2 separate regions of the Gossypium hirsutum genome follow, and region 2 is linked to region 1. Evidence: chromatin contacts called from public Hi-C data. All regions are on one chromosome and are shown on one strand. The core of a region is the stretch at or near the end of the contact, and the rest is flanking DNA. Distances in the headings are between cores, read along the strand shown.

Region 1 (7,086 bases), core at 3,490-5,989:
ACACGGCTGAGACACATGGATGTGTCTCTGCCCATGTATTTACTACCATGCATACTGACTTGAAATTTTTACATGCAGGGGACACACGCCCGAACTACACGCTCAGGGGGAAGACCGTCTGTCACACACAGCCTAGACACATGCCTGTGTGTCTGCCCGTGTGGACAATATAAGGCTATTTACCAAGCCTCATTGCCACCCTTACATACCTAATTCGTACAAATACCAGCCAATACCAAAACAAGCACAATTCATATAACCAATTCAGTCACATTAGACATTCATTTAACCATGGTAATGTATCTTTTATAAATTCAAAATGAATATTAACTATCATTCAAAACTTAATACAAATTGAAGGGTTTCCAACCAAGCCAACACATTTGGCCAATTCTCAAAGACACAAAATAATAAAGTCTAAGTCCTATACATGCCATATTAAAAAATATAAATCCAACTATATCGAATACTTTGGTTGATAGTGTGATCGATATCTCTGACTTCTGTGATCCTTGAACTAGTTAGGCAGCACTGTAAGGAAATGGAAAGAAAATGGAGTAAGCATAAAAGCTTAGCAAGTTGAATATAAGTAAATATACAACAACAATATATCAAAAATCAACATGCTCCTAATACCAAGGTAGGCATAAGTATAACTTACTCATTACCGTCCACACAAATCACAAATTATATATAAATTAGGTACCTGTACCACTCACAACACGGTTATACTTTCCTCGTTAATGTAAGAACATAACTTTCACCATTGAACCATTCGGAATACTACCGGATATTCATTAAGCCTCAAACGTGGGTAAGGTACCGATGCCATGTCCCAGACACGGTCTTACACAAGCTCATATCTCAAGCTGATGCCATGTCCCAGACATGGTCTTACACTGACTATCATCTCGTAGCCAATGCATATCCCAGACATGTCTTACACTGGCTTACGTCTCGAGGCCGATGCATGTCCCAAACATGTCTTACACTAGCTTTCGTCTCAATGTCGATGCCATGTCCCAGACATGGTCTTAAATTAGCTCTTATAATGTGGCCGATGCATGTCCTAGACATGTATTACATTAGCCCACACACAAATGACTCAAATGCCATGGTATGAATATCCGAGGCACTTCCTAAGGTTCTAACGGGAATTCTACTATCTCGATTGTCATTAAACATTCTCAATTCCACAGTCAAGCAATTCATGCTATAATAATTCGAGCATATATAATAGCAATGTAGTTGTAATATTTACATACAACTTACCTCAGATTACAAAATATACACGACTAGTCGGTTTAGTTGATTTGCATAGCTTTCCCCCGGTCTAGGTTCGGATTTGACAATTCTTGATCTAAAATAGCATAACACACTCATTTAATCACTAAATAAAATTAAGCAATTAAAAATTCATATCTTCGGTAAAATGACCGTTTTGCCCCTAGACTTTGGCAAAATGACTATTTTACCCCTATGCTCAAAAATTATTTTTTATCGAATTTCTTTGCATCTTAAGTCTAGATGGCCTCTTTTTACTCTTATAGTAACTCTAAATTCTTTCTATTTCACACATTTATTAACTATTTTACAACTTGTGCAAAATAGTCATTTTAGGTGTTTTCATGCTAATACCTTTCACAAAAGTTGTCTATTACACAACTAAAACTAATATTCTTCCATAAAATTTCAGAAAACACCCTATATTCTCTCATGGTAAAACCCTAAACTCTTAATCATTTTGCAACATATACCCCTGATTTGAAAGCTCATGCTTTAAGGGTCTAAAAAATGCAAAAAACATCAACAAAAGGTATGAAAATCACTTACTTATAAGGATGATAAGTTGCTGAAAATTTTGAAGTTCAAAAACCCCCAACAATGGTTGAAAATCAGTTGAGAAAGATGGAAAAGGGATAATATCATCTTTCTTTATTTTATTTCCTTTTTAGTCAAATAAGCTACCCAATTCCACCTAACCTTGAAAATTGTCTCATCTTTTTCTCATGGCCAACTATGCTATCATAATAGGGTCTAATTACCCTTTAAAGACCCCCAATTTTTCTTCTCTAGCTATTTGACACCTTTAACTATCAATTTAGGACTTTTGTATTTTATGCGATTTAGTCATTTTTTGCAATTAGGCTCGCAAATGTTAAAATTTCTCCATCAAAATTTTCATGCACTATATTAAACATGCAATGACTCAAAAATAATAATAAAATAATTTATTTGACTCTGAATTTATGGTTCCGAGACCACTATTCTGACTAGGCCGTAAATCGGGCTGTTACATGGTCTATTTCATGTCTTTAAACAAAGAGAGTGGTGTCACATTAAGGTGTTTTTTGTGATCGCAACAAGACATAGATCCTCCAAACTTCATAGCCAAGTTAGTGGGCATCTTATCACGACAAGATTGTTTTCATGGTCCCGACAATGCCAGACACGAGGTCTCTATGACCAAGTCAGTAAACTCATTGTCCCGACAAGGGTTCTTTTTGTCCAATCTTCCAAGCCACTTTGTATTCCTCACTATGCCATCATATGTTTTGACCTACAATGCCAATTTCACACAAGGTAGGTGCAACTTTATACTTAAATAACATTAAGATAGGTGCAACTTAACAAGTAAACATTAAGATAGGTGCAACTTAACAAGTAAATGCCTATAAAGAGTAACAAAATTAATAATAAAATAAGAGTTATACAATATCTAAACAATAATAACAAAATAGAAGTAACATAATAATAAAATATAACAATAAAATAATGGAAAACCAACAGGAAAATAGCAACTTTTTACATATCCAGGACAAAACTCTAATAAAAAACCTTTACCCAAAATCCAAACTAATTTTTAAATAAACTTTTTTTTTGTCTAACCATTTTTTGGATTTATATTCTTATTAAAACACTCTGACTTTTGAGACGAGCTCTTGTCTAATTTAGGCTCATTTATTTACTTTAAAGCGGGTTTTTTACAAAAATAAGATAAAAAATAAAATAATACTAAAATAATACAACTAAAAAAGTATTTACGAAAATGGTACATTTTAGGGTGGTGCCGCCTATGGTAGTGGCGTGACCACCTTGGCTCCGACAACTTCTGTCATTTTCTGTTAAAAAAAGCTTAAAAACGAAAAAAACAAAAATCTAAAAAAAAAGGGATTTGCCTGACAGTGGGTCACGCTTAGGGGAGAGACGGCACCAGTCATGCCTTCCTCATAAGCGGCACCAGTGCTGCTGCCATGGAAGAAGAAGAAGAAAAGGGCAGCGGAAAAGAAAAGAAGAAAAGAAAAAAAGAAAAAAGAAAGAAGCGATAGGGAAGGAAAGAGAAAAATAAGGAAAAAAAATAAATAGAAAGGAAAGTTTAGGGTTTAGGGAAGAATAATTAAAATTTTTAAAAGGTAATTTTTTTGTTATAAAATTTAATTTATATATACAAATAATAAAGAAATATTATTATAGAAATATTACAAATTTATAAACTTAAATATTTACATATACAAATAACATAGAAATATTATTATCTGTAAATATTTAAGTTTATAAATTTGTAATTTTTTTCTCTTAGTTTATTCAATAGAAATATTATATGTATAATTGTATGTATTGTTATTTTAAATGTCGGTATAATTTTTTTATGTTATTTTAAAAGTTGATATAATTTTTTAACTCATAATTTAGTATAGTGTAATATTTTGCAAGTTAATTGTACAAGATAAGTAACCAATTTGTAATGATTAATTACAACAGATAATTATAACATGCCAAGTAATTTAAGTTACATAAAAAATATACCAATCAATCTAAAACACACATAACAAATAAATTACATAAAAATAAAACATTCCTTGTACATAACATAAATAGGTTTTTTTACTCCAATAAATATTAAAAATAAATTATAAATCAATAAAAATATAAAATAAATACAAACATACCTTAATAACTCTTTTTAACCAAATAATACCTTATAAAAATAAAATTAAAAATTAAAAATTAAAAATTAAAAATTAAAAATTAAATTCAAATTAAATCAACAATAATAATAAAAACAAATTAAATTTTATAACAAAAAAATTTATATTTTTAACACTTTAATTATTCTTGTAAAAAAACAGAAAAGAAAAAAAATTACAGCAATTAAAACACGGGTTTAATTATTCTTTCTTAAACCCTAAACTTTCCTTTCTATTATTTTTTTCCTTATTTTTCTTTTTCCTTCCCTCCCTCTTCTTCCTTTTTTTTCTTTCTTTCCTTTCCCGCCGTCCTCTTCTTCTTTTTCTTCTTCTTCTTCCATGGCAGCAGCACTGGTGTCGCCTATGGGGAAGGCGTGACCGGTGCCGCCTCTCCCCTAGGCGTGACCGGTGCTGTCAGGCAAATTTTTTTTTTTTTCAAATTTTTAGTTTTTTTTATTTTTAACCTTTTTTTTAACAAAAAATGATAAAAATTATCGAAGCAAAAATATTCACGCCACAGCCATATGTGGCACCACCCTGAAATGTACCATTTTTATAAATATTTTTTTAGTTGTATTATTTTAAGATTATTTTATTTTTTTATCTTATTTTTTTAAAGCGCATGCAAATATAATAATTCTTTTCGAGAAAGAGAGCAGCAGCATAGGAATTGAAGGATGTAAAAAATCACGTGAGTGGGACCCAGCAGTCAATTGGATGAGTGGGGACAACAAACATGAACCAGTAATACTCTGTCATTCCTCAGCTTTTTTCTTTTCTTTTTTTCTTTTTCCCTCTCTATGAGCCTGCTCGGAATATTTCTTGTCTTCTTGTAAGTTCTTTGCTATCTCATGTCCCAGTTTCAGTTTCATTTTCTCTTTTGGTCTTTAACATTTTCAAATCCTTTATATATTATCTCCATCTTCACAATCACTTATTGCAAAGTATAAAGCACCTATTTCATTTTTTTTGGTTGAAAAATGTTTTATGGCGGAAGGAAAGCATCAAGATCTCGCTCTCATTACTCATTATTGCTCCACATTATGTTTTTTTCTTTTTCCTTTTTATGCTTAATGGTTCGAATGATCACAGTCTCACATTGCCGCATTTACACTGAATAATGCGAGCTTTTGACTCTCCAACGATATTGCATCTCACATTTCTCCATTTTACGTATTCTCTGCTCAATATTTTACTATGAAGTTTGGTGAGTCTTTTCTTTCACAATATTGTCTCCCTTAATCTCTTCCTCTTTTTGCGGGTTATAAATTAATTACGGAAATATTAGGTTTTAGCTGTTTAGTATTCAACAGATCAGTTGTTCTCATATGTTTTTTTTTTACTGCGTATGATTCTTGTCTGCCTTTTCCTTTGATTTATTTTGTTATGTTGTCCGTATTTCAACCTAATTTGTTCGATTGGAGTGAATTACTATGAATCTGATGTACTGATTGCTTTCTAATTGTTAAAAATGTGTTATAAAAGTTTCTAATGAGCAGCATTTGGCTCCAAGGACTCTTGTTTGCTTCAATTGTTTGCTAGAAATGAACTTTTTGTATATTGTTGATATGAGATTAGATTGGTTATTCCCATTGTTTTATGCACCTGCTGTCACTTAAATTCCACAAATCAAATATGTATACATTTATATCAACGGGGAACTATGAATTGTATGCAATAATTCGTGTTATTGTTGAATTGCTTACCTCAAACATGTAATGAGTCATTGTCATTAATGGTGACATAATTGATTCTATAAGCATTTTCCATTTATTTCTCTATATTTTGTATTCTAATTCCTTGAGGATATGTTCAGCTCCTGGTTGGTCTTTCTAAATTTTCCATTAGAAGCCTGTTCAGAAGTTTTCTCTCTACTCTGAGACATTATTTTTAGAATACAAAAAAGTCTGCTCCTGAAGGCATCTCATTAAAATCACTGTTGTTTTTTACCTCATATTCCTCAACTAATATCTCTAATGGATACTGCTGATTGTGTGTGCCTGATGTGGAGCAAGTATTCTCAAGTTAAACCCCCAGAACTAATCTGAAATCTCAATAAAACTTCTCCAAAATCTCACCTTTTACGACCAGTGCTTTGACATCTAGATTGCCACAGAATTATCTTATGAGTGCATGAATTGACTCAGGCTCTCAACAAAGTGATTTGGTGTCGTCCCCTGAGCAAAGTGTAAATGGAAGTTTCAGAAAGTTTGCATCTGGTCCGTATGTAATTTTAACATCCATTTGCTAACAACTAGTAGGTTACAAATTTACTAAATTTTTCTTTGTGATATCAAGTTAAGCCTATATTATTTTCATTTTTGTACCATATGCCCAGTTGTGGATCTGCAGACATTTTACTAGAACCATTACAACAATTTCTCATAGAACTAGAAAATGATATATCAGTATGATCCTTGATCAAATACGAACAAGTACATGTAATGGTCCTTGATTACTATGTTGTCTATAATTCCTGCAATCTTGTTTTTGCTTAAGTTCAGGGCAAGGAATAAATTTACTCCTAGAAAAGAAACTTGACTATGACAGAAAGTTGCATTAGCATGTCATGTTTCACACAATAGAAAATATTAATATAGGAAATACATCCATCAGATCTAATTAACTTGATATTGCTTGCAAATCTTAATATCAGGCATGATTTATGTTGTTAATTTCACTTGTTACTTTCCTTGTTTCTGCAAAGTAAATATAATGCTTCATTTTTACCCTTATCAAATTCTTGGAATTTTTCCTTTTGTACTTCCTTGATTTTGAAAGTAGAAATCAAGCTTTAGATGATTTTTTCCTTTCTCCTTTTCGATCTCTTTGGGCATCCAGCATGTTTTCCTTTATATTTTAGTATTTAACTTTTTGTTCTTCTCAAACATACTCCACTGCAAAACTAGAAATCTGGGATTAATGCGAACTCTAACAAATAATATGGGTCAGGTTTTGTGCGAAATGATTTAGACTCTTCTCCGGGGCAGAGCTTAGATGGAAGTTTCAGAAAATCCAACTCTGGTTAGTTCCACAGCTTCCTTTTATTTGATTTTCTCTCGAGTTGTAAAAATTATGTGCTATGTTGTCTTGCTCAATTGTCACTGTGCATTATGAA
Region 2 (6,922 bases), core at 243-2,742, 320 kb before region 1:
TTAAGTTGTTTTGAAGTTGGGGCCAGTTTTCGGGTTACATCCAGTATGTCGGCTCGGGGCCAGAAAAAATCCGCCCTGCTCCGTTGACATCACTACTGAGGATCAAACAATCATTCAAGGAACAGAAATTGAAAAGGTTAAGAGGATCAAAGGGTTGTAAAAGAATCTATTATGCAAGTGTCTAGTGAAATTGAATGGACAAACGATTTGTTTCGTATGTGCAATATATTTGTTGATACACAACAGATTCAAACAAATGAAAGGGTTGTATGGAAGTGAAGGCTTATTGTAGAGGTTAAAGTTGTGAAGGCCATACAATTTATTAATCTTTGAGAAGTTAATCAAGATTGATAAATGAGTTAAATAACCAATCTAAAATACTAGGGGATTATAAATCTCTAGGACATTGAGATTTTTCAGTTTCTTTATGATGACAACCTCATCTTTAGATGTTCTGGAATTCTTTTTCCCATATGATTTTATATTCCTGACAGCATGTTGCATGTTCAAGCTCCCAACTTCTCTAGCTTGGCTCTATTGTAAAATAGAATGGTGGATGGGTTCAGTGATGAAAATGTTAGATTTCTCAAGATGTGGTTTTGGTGGATTATTATTTTTTTCATCGAATGCTTTTGTGATAATCAGGGAATTCGTGAACAACGTGTGGTATATCAAGATACTATCTCCACTTGAAGTGCAACAAATGGGGAAAGAAGGCCTGAATCCTGCCGCCTCCGACCCAAGCCAAACGCACCACCAATAGTGGTGCAGGAGGAGTTGAGCTGAGAAGTTCTGGTAATGGAATTTGCATCAATGGGTGTCTTAAATGCTGAAGGAAAATGCTCCTCAAGGCTGAATTTGGGGAAATGATAGAGGAAGTTGTAGCTTTTTTTCTTTTAAATGTTAAAGCTTGTGTGTTCAGAATCTAGTACTGTTACTGTAAATTATAATAGGAAATTTCTGTAGCTTTACATTATTATAGTACTTAAAAGAGAACAAGGTTGAATTCGGGATAATTGCATCATGTTATCAGCAATATTGTTTGCCATTAGTAATTTTATAGCATCTACAGATGTTTAATTAATATTAGACGGATTTTTATGTTTTCAGGAAAAAGAAATCTATTTTTAATTGAATAAATTTTTTTGAATATAAAAATAACAAATCATTTTTATTTTCATGAAATCAGTCTTAAACAACGGGTGGATTTTTATTAAATAAATAATCAATATTCGGCCCTTGAGAAGCCAAACAGATGTTAAAAGAAAACATTAATTAAAAAAATGGAAACCCAGCCAAACGAAGAGGCACCGGCCCTATCCCAAACATCTGATATACCTTCCTTTTCTCTTGAAAACCGCCGTGCATCGGTGCAGATCCGTTCGCCTGTCTCGGCATATGCCTGAAAACACAGGACTGGTACCCGACACAGGTAGATTTGGTGTTCTCGATATCTTTCGATTCTGTTATTTTGCAATTGCCGTACCACGGATAAGACATCCCCTCGATCTCCGCCGTCAATATCCCCAGGTCCAGCCCCAACTTGGCCGCCTGCAAGCACGCCATCGCTTCGGCCGCAAATGGAGAAGGTATGTTTTTATGCAAAGAAATTTTTTGACATAGCACCGTACCGTTTCACTCTCTAATAACAATTCCTGAGCACGATCTGTTTCTATGCTTACTGAAAGCCACATCAAAATTAATCTTTACAGCCTGCCCGCTCTGTGGCCTCCACTGTATTGGCTCTCCTGTCTTGACAGGGGTTTTCTGACTCATCCCATCTCATTCTTTCAGATAATCTCTTACAAAGTTTGCCACATCTAATGCTATTTTCTTCTTGCCCTCGAGCAGAAGCTTGTTCCTCCCAGTTCAAATCGCCCAAATTGCGCCACCAAAGATTCTACATTGGTGTCTGGAATTAGTTTAAAAAAAAAGGGCCATCCAGTCTTTGAAGCTCATATCTGATGCCACCGCCGTCCGCGTGATATTCAGCTGCTGCCAGATCTCTTTTGCTTTCTGACAATCCCGGAAAACTTGCTCCACCGTTTGGACACCATCCGGACATTTTGGGCAGCCTGCAGATCCAGTTAGTCTTCTATAATGTAGATTAGCAAAAATAGGCAAAAAGTTTTGGGATGTTCTCCAGTTTGTTATTTTGATTTGTTGGGCAATTCCAGTAGCCATAATTTTTTGTAAAGCGAGGAACGGGTTTGTCGATTCAGAGTAGGATTAGCTCCTTGTATTCCTTGTAAGAGTATTCTGTAAGCACTAGGAACAGTGTATTCGCCGATCGACTCTCCTTACCATACTAGGTGGTCTTCCTGGGGAACTTTTGCCAAGGGAATACACAAAATCCTCTGTGCATCCCATCAAGGTAGTCCAAACTAACTCTTCTCTCCATTTTCTTGCAGTTGGGTCTATCAAATCTGCCACTGTTTGAATGGATAGATTACTAACTCCATTCTAAATTTTGTAATCTACACTCCCAGGTATCAAGGCATCTTCCCTTACTGCAGTGCCCTTGCCTATTTTCCAGCACAACCCGTCGCAAGAAGACCCTTAGCTGCCCACACACTTTTCCAAGTATACGAAGACAGATTCCCTAAACTCTAAACTTAGAAATTTCGTATCTGGAAAATATTTAGCTTTTAATGATCAAGCGAGCAACAAATTCGAATAGCAAATCAGATGCCACCCCTACTTCGCAAGTAATGCCAAATTAAACTTTGCTAAACATCTAAAACCCATGCATCCGTTTTCTTTAAGTTCGCACAAGTGCCTCTATTTACACCAGTGAATCCCTAATCTACTGTGACATTTTTCCCACCAAATGGTCTCAATAGTACTCTCCAGTTCCGTGCATAGTGATTTCGGTAACATAAAATACGTAGGGATCGCAAAATGGCTTTTATGAAAACTTTCTTACCTCGTGAGAGGTGCCTAATACTCCAACCACTTATCTTATTTCTCATTTGGTCCTTCAAGTCCTGAAAAACATGTCGTTTGCCTTTCCCCACTATGGCTGGCAAGCTCAAAATTTTTTTGGATCCATTGACACCCTAAAATTAAGTGTTTGAGAAACAATTAGTTTATCCTAATCCGATACATTTGAATAATAAAGTAGTAGATTTGTCAAAGTTGACACACTGTCTCGAACTTGGTTCATATTCATTAAGAATGTTTTTGATAATGTTTGCTCCTTTATTGCTCGCCTAGAATAAAATGCAATTATTTGCAAACATCAGATGAGATATTTGAGGTCCCCTTCGGCACACTTGCGCACCCTTCGGCAGTTCATCTTGCCATGTTCGTCTCATTAGGGTTGAAAGCCCTTCGCTACAAAATAAAAAACAAATATGGACTCAATGGGTCTCTTTGTCTTAATCCCTTAGTTAGCTTAAAGTTTTTATCGAATTTGCTTTTCAAAATGAATGAGTATTGTACCGAGTTGATGCATTGCATTATGAATTCCACCCAAGGCCTCATGAATCCCATTTTCAACATCATACTTTGAATAAACGACCATTCCACCCGATTGCAAGCTTTGCTCATATCCAACTTTAAAGTCAAGTAGCCTGTTCTTTTTGTTCTCTTTTGTTTAAAAGCATGTAAAACTTCGTAAGTTAGGAGTACATTGTTTGTAATTAGTTTGCCAGGCATAAAAGCTCTTTGTGTTTTGTCAATGCAAGTCTCAAGCACCTTTTGTAGTCTATTTACAATGATTTTTGCAATAACTTCATACAACACCATACAAAGGCTTATAGGTTTGAAATTCTTTAAATTCGTAGGATGATCTATTTTGGGATAAGCATTATATTAGTTAGATTAATAGTCTCCAGAGGCTTACCACCATTAAGTATGTTAAGACAAAATACGTAAACATCCTGTCCAATTTTGTGTCAGTATTTTTGAAAAAACAAGGCTGGAAGCCATCTGCCCTTGATGCTTTCGTTGGGCCCATTGTCTTCAAAGCTTCAAAAAATTCCTTGCCTTTGTATTCGGCCATCAACTCCTGATTCATACTATCTGTTACGCACGTTGCCATCCTCGATAAAAGGTGATTTAGATTTCCAATTCCTCTGGTTGAAAAAAGATCAATGAAATAATTTCTTGCCACCCTTTCCATCTCGAAATGTTCCATAACCAATATGCATTCCCCATTTTGTAGTCCACTAACCTGGTTAGCCCAATGCCTTTGGGATGCAAAATTGTGCAAAAAAGATGTATTCCAGTTTCCCATTTTCAACCAACTTACCTTCACCCACTGTTTCCAATACTTCTCTTCTTTCTCCGCTTTCAAGTTTAAGTGCTACTTAACATTGATAAATTTTACTAATGTTTCGTCTGTTCTCTTTTAATTGTCTCACTCCTCAAGCCTTCTATTAAGCTTCTTCGTTAGATCCCCTATTTTTAATTTTACCCTTTTAGCCCAAGCCAACATCCCTGAAATCATATTTGCAAGCCTTTCCACCAGATCCCTCGAGCTAGTTACTCATAGCCATTTAATTTCTGGCTCATATGAATCTTCCATGCTCCACCACTCCTCAAACCTGAATTGCTTTTTTGTCTTCCTATAGTCTTTTTTGTTGATTTGAATGAACAAAAGGGAAAAGGTCAGAGAATGAATGTGGTAAATGCTGCAAGGAAACCTTTGGGAAAATATGCACCCAATCAACCATCGCCACACCTTGATCAAGTATTTCTCTAATGTTTTTTTTCGGCAAAATTTCCCCTTTCCCAAGTGAAACTTGGATGGAGTAGCCAATGTCCTCTAATTGACATTCCTCTAAAGCTTTCCTAAACTCCTCCATTCGATCTTCCTCTTTCAGAGCACCCCTGTAACACCCTTCACCTACCATCGTCGTCGGATTAGGGTTACAGGATGCTACAACACGTTGACAGTTCCTAACAAGTAACATCAAGTCATTATATTAATAAATGTTTAACTAAAATAAAATAAATAAATGAAATTCCCCCAAAACAAGCCATTTCAAAACATAAACTTTCCAAACAAGTTACCCCAATTGATATTGCATTTAATTGACTTAAGAACACTTTAAACATTAAAAAACATATCAATTCAAACAACCTAAATCTTTTAACCAATATGCCATTCAAAGGCACCTCAAATCAAATCAAAACAATTTAAGACAAAAGGTATACTTTCATGCCACAAATATATAACATTAACTCACACCTAGCACAATTGTACACATTTCTACCCATTTTAAACATACCAAATTTTTTATCCAAACATTAACAATGCAAAAAGATTACAAGTTAACCACAATACAAGTGAACACATAACATTACCATGTCATTCACATCTTAATCTTACAAGCAACCACACTTATGATAGGCCACATCATATATACATGCCAAATCTCAAAACATTTGCATCTTAAACGTATTACATGCCATATAAGCCAAAATAAACATCCAAAAACTACCAAATTCAACTTGATAGTGTGACTCGAAGGTTTATCCGATCGCCCGTTTCGCAAAATGATATCTACAAGAAGAAAACAAGTAATACAAGTAAGCTTATATGCTTAGTAAGTTTGACAGATAAAAACGGTAAATCTTACCGAACTAAACATGATAATTTAAACTATTAAAACTTAATGGTCAATATTTCCTGTCAGACACAATTCATATCTAGTGAGTTTATACACTTTAAATACAAACTTCATTTAATAATTTCATAAGAGGTTTATCATATTCAAAATAAGTTACTACCAAGAATTCATGAACAATACAGGACCATCCAAAAATTCAATACAATACTTCAATACGATAATTATTGCTCGGTAAACGTTATGTGGATATGAGTACATAGGTAAACCAGCCGGAACATGCCAAATGCTCATAAGAGCTAGTCCAATCGAAAACACGCTTCGACACCAAATGCCCAGGCCGTAGGCTATACATTTGCCCCCTTAACACGCCAGTATCAGAATAGTATAACACGATTGTTCACAACAAATGCTGAACCCTGTATACTCAGGAAATAACTATAAATCATGTAACAACCTCATCTCTACCAATCTCGTATAACACGCAATATAATCCATTTGCATTACCAATTGTACTCTATCAAACGTTTATTCGGCTTAAGAATAACATTTTAAATCATATTTCCCAAACAATTTCATATCATCATTATAGTAGTTTAACATCTACTAATACAATAATAATTTATTAGATATTATATATTAAATTTTAAATCGAACGAACTTCACTGGGCTATATTGCGGTAGTTACAGAAGTTAAGAGACTATTTCGCTACTTTTCCTTTTCTCTGTATATCAATAGAATCTTGATCTAAAATGTAATTTATTTCATTTATTAGCTTAAATTTCATATATTAATAAATTTTAAAATTTGTACCCTTCTATTTACAAGAATTACACAATTGCCCCTAAACTTTAAACTTTATACGATTTAATCCCTTAACTAAAAAATAATCAAATTAACCACTTTTGAAGCTCACTATACTAGCCACGATTTTAGGGCTTCTAAACAGTCCTCAAAACACCACTATTTCACAAATATACCATGAGATTTTAATATTTTAACAATTTAATTCTTTAACTAAAAACTAACAAAAATCACTCTACAAAACAATCCAAAATCACAACCAAAGCTTCAAACGCATCATTAACATCAAGAACAATAAATATTCATCAATGGAAACAATAAAATTTTTTAATAGTTTCAAAAACAAAGGTACGGGTTAGCTGGACCTAATTGTAACGATCTCTAAAACATTAAATTCATTAAAAAGGGACTCAAAAACTCAATCATCCAAGGAAATATGCTAGCTAAACCTCCAAGCTTTTTCTCCCATGGTGTTTTCAACCAAAAGCAAGTAAAAATGAAGAAGATGATATTTTTTTTAATTTGTTTTAACTTAGCTTCA

Evidence for each region. Hi-C and Micro-C count contacts between places; a contact is called where the count stands out from the background.
Region 2: a contact with region 1 is called in a Hi-C map of leaf, with 2.0 times the contacts expected there. The contact joins the enhancer-like site here to the promoter of LOC107933528 in region 1. A contact is called at or near these places in 6 of 34 Hi-C or Micro-C datasets (callus and leaf).

The regions. Positions count from the first base shown.
Region 1 is chrA12:33,203,809-33,210,894 of Gossypium_hirsutum_v2.1, reverse strand. It overlaps LOC107933528, which reads left to right and starts at 4,739. Exons shown (of 3, transcript XM_016865791.2): 1 at 4,739-4,800; 2 at 6,921-6,992.
Region 2 is chrA12:33,515,896-33,522,817 of Gossypium_hirsutum_v2.1, reverse strand. It overlaps the pseudogene LOC107933599. Among protein-coding and RNA genes, the nearest start is that of LOC107921793, 31 kb to the left of the region's middle. Within about 2 kb of position 1,492, at least 6 of the 9 cell types and tissues checked have an H3K27ac peak or open chromatin away from gene starts, as enhancers often do. A contact at or near this core is called in leaf, where this site is marked.